Regions from separate parts of the Mus musculus genome. Here region 1 is linked to region 2. The links are chromatin contacts, called in public promoter capture Hi-C maps. All regions are on one chromosome and are shown on one strand. Each heading gives the region's core, a stretch centred on a gene start, on an enhancer-like site or on the middle of the called end of the contact. The rest is flanking DNA. Distances are from core to core; before and after follow the strand shown. Region 1 holds the start of Klrb1a (killer cell lectin-like receptor subfamily B member 1A). Region 2 holds the start of Tex52 (testis expressed 52).

The links. Promoter capture Hi-C pulls out the DNA fragments that hold promoters and counts their contacts.
Region 1: a contact with region 2 is called in a promoter capture Hi-C map of hippocampal neurons, with 3 times the contacts expected there. The contact joins the promoter of Klrb1a here to the promoter of Tex52 in region 2.

What each region holds. Positions count from the first base shown.
Region 1 is chr6:128,621,296-128,624,368 of GRCm38.p6, reverse strand. Klrb1a (killer cell lectin-like receptor subfamily B member 1A) reads left to right here and starts at 1,435. Exons shown (of 6, transcript NM_010737.3): 1 at 1,435-1,638. The coding sequence starts at 1,536.
Region 2 is chr6:128,373,940-128,376,998 of GRCm38.p6, reverse strand. It overlaps Tex52 (testis expressed 52), which reads right to left and starts at 1,489. Exons shown (of 3, transcript NM_027697.1): 1 at 1,400-1,489. The coding sequence starts at 1,480. It overlaps Foxm1 (forkhead box M1), which reads right to left. Exons shown (of 8, transcript NM_008021.4): 8 at 1,113-3,059. The coding sequence ends at 3,033.

The sequences.
Region 1 (3,073 bases), core at 186-2,685, 250 kb before region 2:
CCTTTCACTCAGGTGAATGAAGTTACATCCCCGTGGACCTTCAGGACAGGGCAGAGCCAGAGCAGCAAGTGGGGCTCTGCCCTCAGTGTTTTTCCTGTTGTGTCAGTCATGAATTCTTCCCACAGTCATGACATGTCCACATCTCACAGCTTCCTTCACAGCATGACTGTTTCAGGAGGATCTTAGAGCTTCAACTCATGTCACATATAACTGTGGACTTGCACATATTACTATTTATTTTTACAACATAGCATAGTATATTGTTGTATCTTGATTGCCAGTAAATTGGTAAAAGAAGTCACTTAAGTTTGAATTGAGGAAGAATGTTGCATTTCACAGACCCTGGGCTGCATTCACCTTGAGAGAATTGTGGGAAGCCACATGTGCCGTTGCAAGGTGGCACTGGCTTCCGCTGGCCACCACGCATACATAGGCAGTAAAGTTTTTTGCCAAGATGAGGTTTTGAGAATTAACCAATCAGATGAGAGAGAAGCTAGCCAATCAGATGAGAGTCAAGTTAACCAATCAGATGTGAGAAATGCAAATGAGGTGGTAAGCATAACCCATGCATAACCAATCCGGGTGTGAGACACACCTCTCCTAGGCCTATATAAGCAGCACCAGTTCTGGGCTTGGGATCTCTTTGCCTCTGCTATCAAGCTCTCCCAATAAACTTGTGCAGAAGGATCCTGTTGCAGCATCGTTCTTGCTGGTGAGTCGGGCGCACGCAAGAGAGAATAACTCAAAACAAATGGTTACCAGATTCAGAACAAAAGAAGACCACATGTTACACCTTCCTTTCTTAAGACAATAACATGTAATGAGAGCAGATGCAGAGACCCACAGCCAAACATTAGGCAGAGCTCAGGAGCCCCATGAAAGTGGCAGAGGAAGGATTGTGGGAGCCAGAGGCATGGAGGACACCAGGAGAACATGGCCCACAGAATCATCTAAGCAGGGCTCATAGGGACTCACAGAGCCTGAAGCAGCAGTCATGAAGCCTGCATGGGTCTGCACTAGGCCCTCTGTATATATGCTATAGCTGTAAGCTTGGTGTTTTTCTGGAATTCCTAACAGTTGGAGTTCAGGTATCTCTGACTCTTTTCCCTGCTCATGGGAATCTTTTCCTCCTACTGGACTGTCTTATCCAGCCCTGGTAAGAGGGTTTGTGCCCTCTTATTGCATCTTGTTATCCTGTATTCAGTTGATGTCACTGGGAGGCCTGCTCTTTTCTGAAGGGAAACAAAGGAGCAGTGGATGGGGGAGTGGAGAGGAAGGGGAACTGGGAGGAAAGAAGGGAGGGAAGGCTGTGGTCAGAGTGTTTTGCGTGGGAGAAGAATAAAGAAAAGAAAAAAGACAGCAGTGTGTAAGCTGTGTGGGCAGGACAGACAGCAAGGTCAGTCGGTAACCATGGAGAAACCCTCAGAGACAGGAGTCAGTGGGTGTAGGCACAGAGCAGAGCATTCACAGAGGACTTCCTTTTGCTCACTTCACCCCAAAGGCCTTGGAGTTTGCCCCTGCTCACCAGTTCAGTGATGCATCTCCTATGCACAATGGACACAGCAAGGGTCTACTTTGGTTTAAAGCCACCCAGGACTCCAGGGGCTTGGCATGAGTCACCCCCATCTCTTCCCCCAGGTCAGTCACTTTATTTTTCCTTGTAGTATTAAAATATCTTCCAGAGTTATGATTTTCTTACAGTTTTAAGTTATTGCTATGAAAGTGAGCAACCATCTACCAGCGCTGAAGAGTGTAGATGGCTACAACTTTGGATTAATAAAAAGCTCATCGGTTCCATCTTTAATCAGTCAGTCAGTGTGAAACTTGGGTAGGCATTCCTTTTGTCTTTAGCTACGGGCCCTGAAGAAAGGATATTTTACATCTACAAGGAGAAAGTAAGGCAGACTCACTATAAAGCATCTTGCCTGGTCCAAACTTCTCTACAGAACACAAACACCACGACTCCTCTCCGTGCCATTCTAGCACTGAGCACTGGAGGAGTTGAGGGATGTAGCACCCTGTTTGCCAGAAATGTGGAAGACTGATAGGAGGCATTTATGAAGGGTACCATGACTTAGGGATGGATGAAAAGAGACAGACACAGAGGCCAAAAGTATGTCTACAGTGGTCATGGTATGGTATGGAGTTCTGTGACATAACTGAGTTTCCTTATCTAAAACTGCAGTGCTTAAAATCTAACCTTTCTATACTGTGTCAAGAATGTGAACCCACAACTCTTTAAGGCTGTTTGTCAGAAACTAGTTTTAAAAAATAGTTTGGAGGGCTGGTGAGATGGCTCAGTGGGTTAGAGCACCCGACTGCTCTTCTGAAGGTCCAGAGTTCAAATCCCAGCAACCACATGGTGGCTCACAACCATCCGTAACGAAATCTGACTCCCTCTTCTGGAGTGTCTGAAGACAGCTACAATGTACTTACATATAATAAATGAATAAATCTTTAAAAAAAATAGTTTGGAAAAAAGTACAAAGAAAAAAGTCACCAAAACTGCGTTATAAACTTTACATTGTTTCTGGGAAAGTGGAGGGTTTTGTTGATCAGAGTGGGATTTGAGGGAGCCAGTTATGTGTGGTAGGTGCAGGCAAGTGCTTGTTTTCCCTATTTATGACTGCAAACATGGAGAAGGGACTTGAGAAGCTAAAGGTTGGGGTTCTGTTTTCCCACTGAGTCTAGTCAGCTCTGCCAGTGTGTGCATGGTTTTTGGGTCATGCCCTGGAGCACAGGTGGCCTCTTAGGAACTGTATCCTAGAACAAAACTGACTCTCCCACTCCTAGCAGCCATCAGCTGTCAATGACTCCCCAGATGACATTGGAAGTCCATACCCAACTCCCCCCACCATGCTGGACCTTTGCCTGACTTGAGTTTTTGAAGGTCTTGTGCAGGCTATTACAAATGGCATGAGTTCATATGTGCAACTGCCCTGCTGTGTCTGAAAGACAGTGTTTCATTACAGTTGTCCACCATCTCTGACTCTGCAGTTATTCTGTCCCCTCTGCTGTGATGATGGCAGAGCCTTGGTTAGGGATGGGATGAGATGCAGATGTGCCACTTAGG
Region 2 (3,059 bases), core at 240-2,739:
CACACACAGGAGCCCAGGTGACCCTGTCTTCTTTTGAGTTACCACGAGTATCTTGTCACAGCAGTAGAAAACTGACAAGTCCCTATGTCACATGTGGAAAGACTCTGCTGCAGTAAGGAATTCACACAAGGTCTCAACTGAGTAGAGTTCGGGTTTAAGCTGTGTTCAAACTCAGTGTACTTAGCTATATGAAACACGGCGAAGAGCTTGTTCATAGTCAGCCCAGGACAGAAATGTCCCTCCCTCTCAGCCTCTCTAGGGCGTTCCTCACTCCAATACCCCCACCAGTTTCTTCGGTACCATCCCCAAGTCTTACTTCTTAAAATCAGAAACCCTAGTGCGTGTGTAAACACACACATGTCATAGCATGCATGTGGAGGCCCGAGGACAGCTTGTAGGAGCCTGTTCTTCCACCGTGTGCATTCTAGAGCTGGAACTCAGGCTGTCAGGTGCAGCAACTGATCTCAGCACCCGAGTCGGCTCAGTGGCCGCCTGCATGTTTGTTCTCTCTCTCCTTCCTCCCGGTTTTGTGAGGCGAGGTCTCACATGTACCCCTGTGGAGCAGGCTGGAGAATGCTAAAATGAAAGGCATGCCACGCTGGACCGAATTCCCTAAGTCTTCTACAAGAGGAGAGGTCTGTGAGCTAACACAAACATGCCTAGTCTATCCCAGGCATGACAGTAAGTGCTTGTAACTCCAGTTAGGAGGCAGCACTCCACAGGGTTGGCAATAACCTGGTCCAGCTGTGCATTTCAACCAGCGCTATATAGGGAGGCTCTGTCTCAAAATTAAACAAACAAAACCAAAACTGGTCATACTGGCACAGATTTATACTGCCAGCCCTTGAGAAGGTTGAGACAGAGATACTGCAGGCTGATAGTATCAAGCTAGCCCGAGCTACATAACAAGACTGCCTCAACAAAACGAAAAGCCCTAAAATCTGAAAATGTATCACAAATGCTAAAAAAATATCCACCCACCCACCCTGGGCAAAGGCATGGCGTCTCAAAGTGGAAAATTCCACATTTGACCTTTGTGATGAGCCTCAGTCAAATCATAGACATCCTAAAAATGCTGCATGCATTAAATCACCTCCAGGCTGTGTACGAGGTACATATGAAACAAAGGAATTTTATATTAAGTTTGGGGTCCTTGCCCAACATAGTTTGACATACATACACATACTCCAAAATCCAAAAGTAAATCCCAAAGCTAAGCACATTTCTGATCCCAAGTCCTTTAGATAAGGCCTCTTCAACCTGTTGCCCAGGCTTCTCCTTTCTGTTCTGAGCTCCAACTTAGGGTACCACAGGATGAAAGCAGAAACTGGCTTATGTACCAGAGACTACTGCTCAGGACAACCTGAAAGGCTGGCTGCGTTGTTGGGCCCCACTCTACCTTCAGGAAAGGCTCCCTGGTACGAGATACTTGGCTCAGGCTTGACTTTTGGAGGGATGTTTTCTTCGGGATGTTGGCCATTCTTCCTCTGAGCCACAGAGCCAGGAGAGGCGGCTTTGGAGGAAAGCCCTTTCTGGTACCATTGTTTGCTGCTAGGGTTGCTATGGTGATGCTTCCTGACTGGTGCTGCTGGGAGGAGGCCCTTGCCTGTCCTGGGAGGCTCCTCAGTCCCTGATGCTTTTCGCTGTCAGTTCTGGTTACAAACTTGGTAACAGGAGCTGCTGAGCGAGAGCCTTGCCTGGGAAGGCTCAGGAGCAGGAAGGGGGCTGGCTCCTGGGCTTGGAGCTGGGATAGAGGTGGTAATGAGACACCTACAACAGTTTCGGCTTTCAGGCCTGAATACTGAATGGAATGGGAGGGAATTGGAGGACTATAACTGCTGTTGTTACCAAGGGATCAACAAGGACCTAAGTCAGAGTCTGGTCCCATGGAACAAGGTCTGGGGTGGCAAGGAAGAGGTGGGCAGGGCAGGGAACAGTGGGAACTGGACTCTGTTGGCAGGATCTCATGTAGCATAGAGGGCTGATCCTCCAGCCTCTACCTCTCAAAGGCTGAGATTATAGATATGAATCATCGCAACAGACAAAGCTGGCAACCTCAGAGTCCAAGAAGGGTGCGGGAGAGAGCATCTGTGGAAGGCCCATGCAGCAGGGGCAGGCCTTGCCCATCACCCCCAGGCTCCACCTCTCGCTCAATTCCAAGACCAGTGCCACGGGCTTTATTTAGTAGGTAGTTACAGTAGTGTTGTTCTGTAGCTTGTAGAGTGGGGTCTAGGGTGGTTTTTTGCAAAGCTCAGGAGCAAGCTAAGGAAGCCAGGCAAGTGAGGGGTCACTTTCTCCTTCTCAGGCCTCAGCCTGAGATCTCAGTGGTAGACTCCCTGGCATGATTGGGAACACTATCAGAGAAACACCTAATAGGACTCCTGTGAGTACCCATGCTTTTGCTTCAGGCACACCCATCTCCCTACACCCGAATCCAATAGGCTTTCACAGCAGGATTTCTTCATGCAGTACCACTGACTTGGAGACTTGGGGAGCTGCGAGGAAAGGGCAGTAAGCAGGATCCTGGCACGGCAACCTGTATCTCTAGAAGCCTATAGCAGAACCCACAGTGTGGAGAGACTGCACTGCAGGTCCTTCCCCCAGAGGCCACAAGCAGAAGCAAAGTGCAACCCCGTCCCTCTCCCCATCCTGGCCATCTCTGGATAATGAGCTAAGGAAATACGCTTACATTTATAGTTACAGGACAACTTGGGGAGCTGACACCATTTATAAGGGTTACCCTGCCAGGAGCACCGAGTGACTAATGGGCACTTCCTGGTCCTCATGGCTCGTCACACCCACTTCACTTGCCAGCAGGGAGTGGAGGACTCGGACTCTGGGGGATCCTACTGCTTGCATAGGTCCTGGTGTGGCTTAGATGCGGCTATCATCTTGACATAATTAGGTCAAAGGGCACAGCTCAGCCCTTGCCTGCTAGCTTCCCTCAGACGGCTTGGGGTACCCTGAGCCACACAAGTGCCAGGATAGCAGGCGGCTTGAGTGGCAGGGGCAAGGCCTTGCCTCTATCGCAGCTAAGGGATGAACTGAGACCAGTTGAT